3 separate regions of the Mus musculus genome follow, and all the other regions are linked to region 3. Evidence: chromatin contacts called from public ChIA-PET data. All regions are on one chromosome and are shown on one strand. Each heading gives the region's core, a stretch centred on a gene start, on an enhancer-like site or on the middle of the called end of the contact. The rest is flanking DNA. Distances are from core to core; before and after follow the strand shown.

Evidence for each region. ChIA-PET counts read pairs in DNA pulled down with a chosen protein or histone mark.
Region 1: an RNA polymerase II ChIA-PET map of memory CD8 T cells shows a contact between it and region 3, with 102 read pairs. The contact joins two enhancer-like sites. A contact is called at or near these places in 7 of 39 promoter capture datasets (cranial neural crest, embryonic stem cells, hippocampal neurons and 4 more), 11 of 484 Hi-C or Micro-C datasets (the Ba/F3 cell line, the CH12 cell line, the G1E-ER4 cell line and 8 more), 4 of 115 datasets of contacts at active chromatin or transcription factors (effector CD8 T cells, embryonic stem cells, memory CD8 T cells and 1 more) and 4 of 9 other capture datasets (adipose tissue, embryonic stem cells, liver and 1 more).
Region 2: an RNA polymerase II ChIA-PET map of memory CD8 T cells shows a contact between it and region 3, with 49 read pairs. The contact joins two enhancer-like sites. A contact is called at or near these places in 5 of 115 datasets of contacts at active chromatin or transcription factors (the HPC-7 cell line, effector CD8 T cells, embryonic stem cells and 2 more) and 3 of 9 other capture datasets (adipose tissue, embryonic stem cells and pancreatic islet).

What each region holds. Positions count from the first base shown.
Region 1 is chr17:28,591,706-28,595,988 of GRCm38.p6, forward strand. Srpk1 (serine/arginine-rich protein specific kinase 1) reads right to left here. Exons shown (of 16, transcript NM_016795.4): 13 at 2,465-2,572; 14 at 513-582. Among named protein-coding and RNA genes, the nearest start is that of Lhfpl5, 18 kb to the left of the region's middle. Within about 2 kb of position 2,391, at least 46 of the 459 cell types and tissues checked have an H3K27ac peak or open chromatin away from gene starts, as enhancers often do. A contact at or near this core is called in memory CD8 T cells and myeloid progenitors, where this site is marked.
Region 2 is chr17:28,965,351-28,969,597 of GRCm38.p6, forward strand. It overlaps Kctd20 (potassium channel tetramerisation domain containing 20), which reads left to right. Exons shown (of 8, transcript NM_001356300.1): 8 at 1,302-4,199. The coding sequence ends at 1,594. Among named protein-coding and RNA genes, the nearest start is that of Kctd20, 15 kb to the left of the region's middle. Within about 2 kb of position 1,706, at least 81 of the 459 cell types and tissues checked have an H3K27ac peak or open chromatin away from gene starts, as enhancers often do. A contact at or near this core is called in the HPC-7 cell line and memory CD8 T cells, where this site is marked.
Region 3 is chr17:28,734,815-28,738,798 of GRCm38.p6, forward strand. Mapk14 (mitogen-activated protein kinase 14) reads left to right here. Exons shown (of 12, transcript NM_011951.3): 9 at 2,197-2,276. Among named protein-coding and RNA genes, the nearest start is that of Mapk13, 33 kb to the right of the region's middle. Within about 2 kb of position 1,882, at least 83 of the 459 cell types and tissues checked have an H3K27ac peak or open chromatin away from gene starts, as enhancers often do. A contact at or near this core is called in the HPC-7 cell line, memory CD8 T cells and myeloid progenitors, where this site is marked.

The DNA.
Region 1 (4,283 bases), core at 1,141-3,640, 140 kb before region 3:
AGGCTTCCCACGAATAGCTTCAAGGATTAGCTGGTCAACGTGAGACCAAAGCAGAGCACAGTGTTCAGGAAGCCTGAGGCCCACAAGCGTGCTGCCTGACTGTGAGCTTCCTGAGCTTAGCCACACTGCAGCTGCTCTGGAAGCCATAACCAGGATGTAGCAGAGCAAATGCCACGTCAGCATGGCAGACCTCCACAACCGCTAAGTAAAGGACCACCAAGGGAGTGCTGACCAACTGCGAGGAGGGGCAAGCACACCACCGGCACCTTTTACATAGACACTGCACTCCTTAGCTCACACTTTCCCAGGCAAGCACTTCCTTACTGGCTTTGCCTCCTCAGTGCTATGACGACATCCTTGTCCCACCCAGCTTTACGCTGGCTGCATTTCTCCTGTTTTGGGGTCTCATACAAACCTAGAGCAGTACCAGAGGCCTTTGGTGCCAACAAACGATGCCAGTTACAGTGAAAAGCAAAACAGCTACACACAAACAGCTGGCAAACGGGACTCACCTTCATCTCGTGTGTAATCCTCCCCTGAATGAGGCTCAAACAAATAGTCCCCTGTGGCTAGTTCAAAGGCCTAAGGAAGAGACAGCGCATGAAAGTATCAGAGAAACAGAACACAGCTGCAAAGCCTCTGCTATCTGATCCCAAACCTAGACGGCCACTTGAGAAGCATCTCAGATTGCTTCTGAATGACAGCTACAGACCAATAAAATGGGAAAAGGAGAAAAGCCTCCTCAGTCAGCACTGATGTTGGGGCAGCCTGAGGGAAAGGAGAGCACAGAGCACAGCAGAGCGGAGCCGACCAGCAGTGGGCTAACTGCTTCTCACCACACAACACAGCCGCACTTCAACAGACGGAGCGCTCGGAATGCTCTTTAAAACAAATGTTTAGCTGGGCATGGTGGCGCACGCCTTTGATCCCAGCACTCGGGAGGCAGAGGCACGCAGATTTCTGAGTTTGAGGACAGCCTGGTCTACAGAGTGAGTTCCAGGACAGCCAGGACTACACAGAGAAACCCTGTCTCGGCAGGGGAGGGGGGACCCAAACAAAACAAAAAAAAATTTAAAGGAAAGGCGGGAACTTGTTGTGCCTGGCGAGGCAGGACTGCCAAGAATCCGAGTCCACCTTGGGCCGCACAGTCTGGAAAATGTCCTTGTAACCTGGAATGTCTGTAGGATTCTAGCGGGATGCTCTTTACAACAAATGTTTAGCTGCTTGTTTCTTACTAGCTCTCTGGTGACTGTGGGAACAACTTTTAAGAGTTGGCTCTTTCTTTCCCTCCATGTATGTCTCAGGGCTTGGAGTCAGCTTATCAGGTGCCTTTATCCAGAGCTAGGTCATGGGCCTTCAAGACTCTTCTAGCCACCAAGAAATGGTATCTGAGATGAGTCAGATTTCATCATGGCACTCTGTAGCCAGAAATATGTAGCTTGATGACAGTGCTCTCTTCCAGGCCCCAGTTTCTCCCCGTGGCCAGCAGAGGGCGCAGCGGGTGTTGAGAGGCTGCACATAAACCACCCATGAGACAAGCAGCCCCATCCTGCACTGGAATCCTACAGAGTTGGAAACATAATTTACATTCCAGATTACACGGACATTTTCCAGACTATGCAGCCCAAGGTGGACTTGGATTCTTGGCAATCCTTCTGCCTCACCAGGCTTAACAAGTTCCCACCTCTCCTCTGTAAGCCTCTCCTCTTGGCTTACTGCTGGGACTAATAAAACAGCAATTAAAGTGTAAGTGTGCAAACCTGACACACAGGGGAGCTTCCCTGGGAGTGACACTTTCAGCAAGTGTGACACCCCCATGCCCACCAAGCTGTCTTCTCTATGTCTGGTCTTGAATTTGTACAAAGGTATAAAGGGTAACAAAATACCAAGCTAGTGCTTGTAGCCAGTTTGAGTGTGAGTTGACTTGGAAAAGCAGGAACCCAAGGCCACTGTGTAAAACCAAGTGAAGGGACTATGTCCCCAACCTGTGTGGCCTGAGCAGTCAGGGTCTTTCTGAGCACAGAAAGCTTCAACTCAAACTCAAAGCCTAGGTCCACAGGAAAGCACGCCCACTGGCTGATGTTGACAAGCACAGACTGTAACAAAGGGGAAAACTAAATCAAGGCATAAACTCCCCAGCGTAAAGCAGCGACGTGTGGATTCACAGGTGCCCGGGCTTCACACCTGACTGACCCAGACATCTGAGGAGTGGCCCCACTGCAGAGGACAGCATCCTTCCAGTGGCATCCCAAGTCTGCAAACAGGTCAAGGCTATAAGCTCAAGGACAATAGTAACCAATACAGGAAAAAGAATGCCTTTGAACAATGGCTTTCAACCCACCCCACCCCTGCCCTCACCCCACCATGCCACGCCCATGGTTTCTGACATAACACTGAGAGCAGCTGTGTGACACTCTGCTCAGTACTGCATTAGCAAACAGGGAAGGCAGTGGGCAGGGCTCACCATGCATGCTGTGCTCCAGATGTCAGCAGGGGTGTTGTAGCCAGATCCTATCAGGACTTCCAAAGACCGATACTGCCGTGTCTGGATATCTTCAGTGAAATGCTTGTGCTGAGTGAGTCAAGGAGTGGAGATCCTTAATACTCATTTATTTAAAACAGGAAGTAACTAAGGCTTACTTAACGATGGAAACTAAAGCAAGCTGTCTGCAAAACTTATTTAACAACCTGTCTTACTGCTACTCCAGATAACTTAAAATTGAGCCTTAATTTAGTTTAGACATACAGACTTAGGAATAACAATAGCTTTATTAAGAAAATAAAAATAGCCCGGCGTGGTAGCACACACCTTTAATCCCAGCACTCGGGAGGCAGAGGCAGGCAGATTTCTGAGTTCAAGGCCAGCCTGGTCTACAAAGTGAGTTCCAGGACAGCCAGGGTTATACAGAGAAACCCTGTCTCGAAAAACCAAAAAAGAAAAGAAAGGAAAGGAAAAGAAAAGAAAAGAAAAGAAAAGAAAAGAAAAGAAAAGAAAACTATTAGAGCCGGTGTGATGGCACATGCCTTCAATCCTAGCACTTGGGAGAGGCAAAGGAAGGCAAATCTCTGAATTCTACACGGCTAATCTGGTCTACATGGCTAACCAGGCCAGCCATGGTTACAATGAGGCTGTTTCAAAAAGCAAAACAAAGAAACCCAAACCAAGCAAGCAAACAAAAAATATATACAAGTAGAGAAAACAAGAGCCATCAGTGATCAGCAGGTAAGAGCCTGCCAGCAAGCAGAGAGAGAGGGGGAGAGAGGAGAGAGAGACAGAGACAAAGACAGAGACAGAGAGAGCTAGCTTACCCACACTGTCTTCTGCAATTGTTCTCTGACCCACATGCATGTTGTGGCACACTGGTGCACACATGCATGCTCCCATACAATGAACGATCAAAAGTAAACAAGCTCAAACGACAATCAAATGTGTAAAATAAGAGTACAAAAGGCAAAGTCTACAGCCCTGTTAAGACAGACAGCCATCAGAAGTGAGGCGGCGTAGCTCAGGCTGAGGCTTGACATGAGGCTTGGCAAGCAGGGCAGAAGTATTCTTAACCTAAATAAACCTTAAACAAACAGGAGGAGGAGCCCGGCCTTCAGGGCTTTGTTGCGTTTTATCCCTGGATCCCACGCCCTAGAGAGGACCAACTCTGGCAGGCTGTCCTCTGACCGCCCATGCACAGCCTCAAGTCATCTCTCCAATCCCTAGAGTTATTCCTGCTGTTGATTTCTAGTCTTTTTTTTTTTTTTTTTTAAAACATACAGTCTTCTTCTTTTAAAAAAAAGATTTGTTTATTTATTACATGTAAGTACACTGTAGCTGTCTTCAGATGCACCAGAAGAGGGCATCAGATCTCATTATAGATGGTTGTGAGCCACCATGTGGTTGCTGGGATTTGAACTCTGGACCTTCGGAAGAGCAGTCGGGTGCTCTTACCCACTGAGCCATCTCACCAGCCCCTGATTTCTAGTCTTAATTCATTGTAATGCATACATAAAAGTATCTCAACTCATCTATATTGTTAAGGCTTGCTTTGTGTCCTAGTATATGGTATATTTTAGGTACTAGTTCCACGGGCTACTAAGCATATTCATTGTCTTAGTATACGGTCTACTTTAGGTACTAGTTCCACAGGCTAAGAATATACCTTCTGCAGGGTTAGATGTCTGTCAACTGGTCAGGGTGACATATACAGTTTCCCATTACTCTTGTGCTGTTGTTCCCTTGGCCAGTATGAAGGGTCCCCTTCCCCTAATTTTTAAAAGACTTATTTTATTTA
Region 2 (4,247 bases), core at 456-2,955, 230 kb after region 3:
TGAGGGGCTGCTTCATTGCTGTGTGTCCCGAGGTTTGCATTGCCTGCCCTTCAGTTGTAGCCATGAGTATCCCTCAGGGCTCTCAGCCCAGGGCACAGGATTCTGGGGTGAATCCAGTGAGCACCTGGGCTCACCTGAGCAAGAGTACGTCTTTTCATCTAAAGTTATTCTCTTAAAAAACAAACCAGCTTAAGGATTTGAGCTTTGCCGACTGTGGTGGTTCAGTCCCAGCCCTCGGGAGGCAGGGGAGGAAGATTTCTGTGAGCTCTGGGCCAGCTTAGTCTGCATCACAGTTTCCAGGCAGGCTGAGGCTATTTAGTGAGACTCTGTCTTTTCTTTTTCTTTTTTAAATTTATTTATTTTCTTCATATGAGTACACAGTTGGTTTCTTCAGACACACCAGAAGAGGGCATCAGATCCCATTACAGATGGTTGTGAGCTACCAATGTGGGTGCTGGGAATTGAACTCAAGACCTCTGGAAGAGCAGTCAATGCTCTTGACTTATAAGCCATCTTTCCAGTCTGTCTTTTCTTAGATAAAACTTGAGGTCTGTTTTTCCTCAGGCTGTCTGGGTACTTCGTGCTGGAGGCAGGAGTTGGTGCAGCCTGGGCCCCTGAGCCCTGCTCATATCACCGCCGCAGTGAACTCATTGCTACATGTGTCTGACTCAGGATTTTAAGTTAGAGGTCACTATTGAGATAATTTCACTTTGCCTTGTGTGTGAGGCCTGGGGACAGGGTACCATTGTTACCATTGAGGTAACATTGCACATTTCCCTGCTTTTCCCTTAACCATGGCTTCTATACAGCATTAACAAGATGGCAGCGTTCCTGTGCCATGGGGAAGTTTTGTCCCTTTGTGGTGTTTCCAACCATTAAAAGCTCTTGGAATTAGTACATTCTCTTTCCTTTCCATTAAGAGGGGGAGAATCTGGGCTGGTGAGATGGCTCAGCAGGTAAGAAAGAGCACTGACTACTCTTCAGACGTCCTGAGTTCAAATCCCAGCAACCACATGGTGGCTCACAACCATCCATAACAAGATCTGATGCCCTTTTCTGGAGTGTCTGAAGACAGATACAGTATACTTGCATATTCATAAATAAATAAATCAAAAAAAAAAAAAGGGGGGGAGAATCCCTGTTATTTCCCACAGCCCTGTCCCTTATAGGGACAGAGGAGGCTTGGGAGGACACCAGTCACATGCCACAGAGCTTTTCTTGCTGTCCTTGGACTTGGAAGTAGATGGTAGAGCGAGGAGAGTCTGCCAGGAGTGTGAGCACTGTATGCTTTCTGGTTGCAGGTTACCCTACCTGTAAAGAGAAGATCAAGAGGAGACCTGGCGGGCGGTCTGAAGTCATCTACAATTATGTGCAGCGCCCTTTTATCCAGATGTCATGGGAAAAAGAGGAAGGAAAGAGTCGCCATGTGGATTTCCAGTGCGTTCGCAGCAAATCCCTCACTAATTTGGTGGCTGCTGGAGAGGATGTCTTAGAAGACCAGGAGATAATAATGCATCACCCACCACAAGTAGATGAACTTGACCGCTTAAATGCTCCACTCTCTCAGATGGCTCCGAATGACTTTCAAGATTAGGGACAAACGGCCTCTGCCCAGTTGTTGGAGCTCTTCTTTGTGTGGGTACCCCTAACCAGGCCTCCCTGCCCTCCTGTGGTTTCTCACCGTTAGGAGATGCCTCTTCCTGTCTCCTTCCCTTCTGAGTTGTTACTGTGCCCTTTTCCGGGTCTGCCTCCGGCTGGGTGAAGAAGCTCTCTGGTAATTAGGCGGCCAGCTTTACCAGCCCTGGCAAACGAGCTTTTGGGTCTGGTGCTCTTGGTTGAATCTTTGCATTCACCTCCTGGTGCAGGAGAGGAAGTGAACTGTTGCCTCACATTCGGCACAGCAGCCCACTCTTACACCGGGTGAGTGGTTTCACAATCAGACAAATTGCTTATTAGCAAAAGGACCAAAACGTCAGAGAAACAGTCTGTGCTGGGGTTGGGTGTGCCCACCTGGGGAGGTGCGGGGCAGGCGAAGGGAATTCCCTGGAGCTCCAGCTCAGCTCTGCTTTTTACTAACATAGGAGCAAACCAACCCCCTAAGAAGGGCAGCCTGATGCTTCATTTGGAAGTGAAACTTGCAAATGAGGTGGCAGAATGGCTCCAGATTGGGCCAGCTGGACCCTCCTCTGGTGGGAAGCCACAGCGCCTGTCCATTAAATAGGCCATTAGCTACTGGAACATGGTAAGAAAGTAATATGTGGTCATCCCCCAAATCAGGTCCAGGCCTTGTTGTTGTGTTATCTGCTCAGGCTTACACGTGTGGTAGACGGCAGCCCAGATCATTCCCTAGCTCCTTCCTCTCACATTTCCATGGCTGTTTGCAGAGCCAAGAGCCTGACAGCAATGTCTGCAATTATTTTACTTCCCGGTAGAAGTCCACCTTTGAGTCCGTCCTCCACCCTGGGCGGTGTGTAAGCTGTTTCCTTCAAGCTCTTTACAGAATATGTTGTTTCTTGAAGGCTGCTCCCATAAGACCATGTATAGCATAACTACTTGATGGCAATAAAATCAGGTTTTGGAAGCCCTCTCTCCAGTATTGAAGAACAAGTGTGCTCTTAAAACAGTGTTTTCTGTGCTTGTGGCATCACAATGGGTGCAAGATCTTCCTTGCTTAGAAAAGAACCGAAGGGTAACTGAGTGGCTCCAGCTTGTGGTGACTATTGGTGTGTCTGTGAGGCAGCATCCAGAATATGGGCTGAGGTTGTCTGTATCAAGAGGTTACTTCTGTGAAGTTGCTTGGCTTGTGTTTGAGGCCAGGTCTGGCTTTGATTTTGTTGGTGCTACATGGTTGCCTACCTGCAGCTGTCCAGCCCAGGCCCAGGGTCAGTGGTGCTTCCTGTTTCTCCATGGCCACAGGAATGATTATGTGTCTGTCCTGTGTAATGCTCAGGTGTGAGCACGGTCCTTTCTTTGTCCTTCGGAGTTGGTTCACTGGCTCTGGCCTTTTATGAACTAGGTCTTCACCCCAACACTCCAGCCCATGGAGTTTGACTGGGAGGCAATCTAAAGGCCACTCCAGTGACACTGGGTGGTGGCAACTAAAGGAAAGACTGTGTGCAGACATAGGCTTCTTGTGGGGAGGGAAGCTTTTTTGTACCTCAGCCCCACCCTTACCTACATTTCAGTGTCATTGTAGTTTGGTGTCTTGCCTACTGTTCCCAGAGTTGGGACACTTTTTCCTTTTGTTTTTGTTTTGTTTTTGGTGTGGGGGAGGAATAAGATGGGGTTACAAAACAAGGTTTTTCTGGGTAGCCCTGGCTGTCCTGGAACTCACTTTGTAGGTCAGGCTGCCCTCAAACTCAAGAGATCCACCTGTCTCTGCCTCCAGTGCTAAGATTAAAGGTGTTCCATGCCACTGTCTGGTCCCAATTATTCAGTGATGGGGCCTTGCAGAATCAAGGGCTGGATTGCAGTCATCTTTTGAGTTGATTACTGGCTATGTGAGAGAGAGGATTTTTCTCATAAAAAGATGGATTTGGGGCTCAGTGTCTTTTGTAAGTGCCTGAATAAGTAAGCTGGGCTATGTGCATAGAAAGTCTGATGAGAAAGGTGACTTTACACCTCAGAGTCTCTAATTATCTTACAAGATAAAGCTGACCCTGAGGCTTGACTCTACTGTGTACCCTTGCTGCAGCTTGTGTAGTTGACGAGGAACACCTGCAGACACAGTATCAGAACGAAACAAATGGGGGTGAAGGCAGAATTGGAGGAAGATGGGGACTGGGTACAACAGGCAAAGCTATTTTAACCAGCATCTCAGGAGGTACTGTGTAATGTCTCATCGCAGGCCTGAGAATGCTCTGCAGGAAATCCAGGAAGGGCCATCTTCTCAGAATATGTGTGCTAGGGAAAATAAATGTTCAGAGCACAGGCTTCAACTCAAGTGGAAAGTTTCTGTGGTGGCCATCAACAGCTTCTGAGGTGGGTGACACTGCTGCCTTCCCAGGAGGCAGGGCCACTCTGTGTCTGAGGGAATGAATCATTCTGGAGAATTAGGTTTTCTCCTAAGGGCAAAATGTGTGTGGATGTTGCCTCTTACACCATACTTACTTCTGAAGTTGCACTTGTTCACCTACCAGTGTTTACGGAATCCTGTGTGTGGGATGCTTTTTTTCTATAATAAAGTTTTTTTATTTGTGTCTCTTGTTATTTAATAGAAAAGAAAATCACAAAGCAAACCTTCAATG
Region 3 (3,984 bases), core at 632-3,131:
GCAAGCAGATAAAAGTTGAGTGACAGGTGTCAGAAAGGCGTGGATGTGAGGGTGAGGAGCTGGTTGTGATTTAGTCTGAGAATGCTCACCCCTGCAGACAAGGGAGAAAGGTATGGATGAGCCCTGCCTGCTGATAGATGCATGTTCTTCAGGCAGCTTGGAGGTGAAGCTAAGTCAGTTAGGAAACAACCCAGACTTCACTTTTCCCAAAGGGAATATGAAACTTGCCTCTTTAGAAAGTCCAGCTGGGCCGGGCGTGGTGGCGCACACCTTTAATCCCAGCACTCCGGAGGCAGAGGCAGGTGGATTTCTGAGTTCAAGGCCAGCCTGGTCTACAGAGTGAGTGCCAGGACAGCCAGGGCTACACAGAGAAACCCTGTCTCGAAAACAAACAAACAAAAAAAAAAAAGAAAGAAAGAAAGAAAGTCCAGCTGGTTAATAAACTACTTTGGAGTCGTACATGGTAAAATCACCTCTTGGAGGGCTGGAAGAGTCTAATTTTTTTCTATTAACATACATCCTCTTGAAGTGGCTAATCAGATATTCCTGGGGAGTAGAAATGTGAATGGAGCTAGATTTATATAAACTGAGTAGCTTCTTCCTGTCTGCAAGGAAGATGCTCAACTGTCACCATTAGCATGTCGGCAGTGTTACGGCCTGAGTGAGTCAGTGCCAGTCTCAGTCCACCCACTGTCCGCACCTGGAGCATCTCCTCTTTTCCATTTTCAGTAGCAGGGGTTTTGTTTTGTTTTGTTTTTTCTTTTACCATTCTAACTTCAGAAATATCTTGTGTGAGTGGACTTCCTTCTGGGTTAACTCGGTTTTCTGTAGGATGCCATTTTTGGGCACTGGCTCATCTTATCTTAAAAATTATTGACTGTTGCAGGCCTGTGAAAACTGGTGTGTAAATACACGAATGCACGGCCTTGTTGCATTCCAGGAAAACTCCATGTATAAGACAGGCACCAGGCTGTATCTTCCTGTCACCTTTCTAGAATTTTCTTCTGTTTTAGCAAAAAAAAAAAATGTTCAGAGGCAAAATGGCCATCTTGTTGCATAAGCAGTTCCTGTGACTAGGCAACTGTGGCTTGCAGACACTGTTCTCTTGACTGACTCATGCTTATTTTGCCTCTCTATATGCAAGCTAAATCTTCTCTATCTGTTCTTTAAATATTGTATGTGCCTTTTATGTATCAGATAATCTAAAATAAGGGATGGGGTTCAGCCATACATTGTAGTCCCAGCACTTGGATAGATGAGGCACAAGGACTCTGAGTTAAGAGGCTGCTGGGGGATTTTAGGTGACACAGGAAGGACGGCTAATGATCCTGCAGAACCTGACGGGCTCACACAGTCTCCCTATCTCACCATCAGCTGAGGTATGGAGCAGCTGTTCAGATGCTCAAAAGGGGCTGACTGAAGGCAGTGAGAGTAAATGGCCTCTGATCCTCCGGTGAACACATGCTCATTTGTTCTGAGGTTTTGGATGGCAGAATGACTATTCCGGGCCCTTTGCCTTTCTGCTTTTCAAGTCTTTAGTGAGTAGACTTTGGTTACTTTACATCCGTTATGGTTGCAGCCTGGTGTCTCCCATAGTGGGGTAGCACCCTCTGCCAGCTGGCTGTCCCTCACATGTTCTGTCTCCTAGAGGGGAGAGGGGAAGGTCTCCAGAGGGCACACTCAAGTGAACGAATGGTGTCTGGGAGGAGAGCAGGCCTCCCAACTGTCAGATTACAAGTTCCTTAGGTCAGGCCTTAGGGGGATAGTCACAAATAGATGCATAGAGTGTGCTCCGCCTCTGCTTGCCAGCACACTCTGCTTAGCTACCTCCTAGTGCCTTGGTGGAAGGGGAGGTGGAGGTGGAGGCTGGGCTCATGGACTGAGTGGCGTGGCCTCTTGTCTAAGACCCAACCACAGTGACTTTACTTCCTGCTGCATGGTGGTGACAAATGTGTGTGTGTGTGGCGGTTTTTTGAACCTTTCTACAGGAGGAGCAAGTCATGCTGAAAGTGGCCACCCTACAGAAGCCTTCCACCCAGAATCTTCCACCATGTTGGCCTTGTTTGGGGGAGGGGGGGACTCATTTCCATTATTGAGATTTTTTTTGTTTGTTGTGTTTTATTTTGCTCATTATTGTTTTGTTTTGCTTTTCACTTTTATTTTGTCCCGACATTTTCCTTTATAGTCCACCGTTAGATATTGATCAGTTGAAGCTCATTTTAAGACTCGTTGGAACCCCAGGGGCTGAGCTTCTGAAGAAAATCTCCTCAGAGTCTGTGAGTTGACGCTTTGATTGAATTACTACCCTCGGGGGCCTCTGCCACTTGCCTTCCGTCACTCTGCACTCTGACTTTGGAATGCATGTGTGACGTGTGCTGTGTGTGATGTGTGCACACATGTGAGCCTGCATGAGCCCGCTTGCATGCATGAGTGTGTTTTATTCTAAACTATCCTTATCTGGGTGTGGACTTAAGATCATGGGAACCCCTTTGGGGCAATTGTATGCTAATAAAACTGAGAGTTGAGATTCCAGTTCATTCCAAGAGATTAATGGGAAATTTGTGTGTGTGTCCTCCTGAGCCCTGACTTCTCTCTGAAGTTGCCCACGTGCTTAAGAGCCCTCTCACTTTCTGCTGAGCATCCTAATCTCTGACACTGTGTGCTAGTCTGACCTTCCCTCTCAGTGGTGGGTGATGTGTGCCTTGTCCCTAGAGGGGCTCCTCCTGGGCGGGGTCTTTCCATGGGCTCCTCTCCCACCCTCAGACCACACAGAACAGCTTCCTCCCCTCATGACAGTCTGCAGATGGCTCTGAACTCCTCCAGGAACCTTGGTCAATACAGTGAATAGCATGAGGGGCCACTTGGAACTTGTGCTTTCTCCATGGAGGCCATAAGAAGGTGACTCTGTTTTACTTTAGCCATGGTTGGTTGGTTTTTTGTTGTTGTTGTTGGTTTTTTGTTTTTTGTTGTTGTTGTTTTTGTTTTTTGGTTTTTTTTTGTTTTTTTTGTTTTTTTTTTTTGTTTTTTTGAGACAGGGTTTCTCTATGTAGCCCTGGTTGTCCTGGAACTCACTTTGTAGACCAGGCTGGCCTCGAACTCAGAAATCCCCCTGCCTCTGCCTCCCAAGTGCTGGGATTGAAGGCTTGTGCCACCATTGCCCAGCCTTGTTGTTGTTGTTTTTGTTGTTGTTGGAGGATTTTTTTTTTGTTTTTGTTTTTGTTTTTTAAGCTGTTGTCACTTTCTGGGGCCAGAAACTTTGAGGAAGCTAGGAAAGCCCCTCCTTCCTCTCATTTCCGCTTAGGGAAATAAATGGAGGAGCTAAGCCCCAGCTGTGCACGCCTAGGTTCCCCTCCTACCACTTCCAATAGAAGAGCCTTCTGCTCAGCTAAGAAGGAAGTTAAGTAGCTGTAGGCAACCAGCAACACACGAGTCACCTCCCCTGACAAAATCAGGACCCCGAATCTGCAGTGTAGCTATACATAAAGGACCCTGGAGCTTTTGAATGGGCCTATTTTATTTTATTTCCTTTACTCCTTTAAGATAAGAAAGCAAGCCAGGCATGGTGGCGTACGCCTTTAATCCCAGCACTTGGGAGGCAGAGGCAGGCGGATTTCTGAGTTCGAGGACAGCCTGGGCTATACAAAGAAAGCCTGTCTCGTCAAAAAGGAAAAAGAGAGAGAGAGAGAGAGAGAGAGAGAGAGAGAGAGAGAGAGCAAGCAAGCAAGCTGGATACATGGCCTAATAATGAGATGTCTTTTATCTTAACATGAAGTGGGCACATCAGATATTTGAACAGTTCTAGTGCAGCAATGGACAGAATCAGGTACCAAGACAAACATCCTCTCAGTGATAACTCAGTTGTGTACAGTAGTGAGAAAAGAGCTTCCCTGCATAATCGTCAGAAATGGGTAATGGCAGTCTAAATGTTGGAAAAGTATGGGCAAGGTTAAGTTAGTGTTGATGACACCACCCAGTACTTTTGAA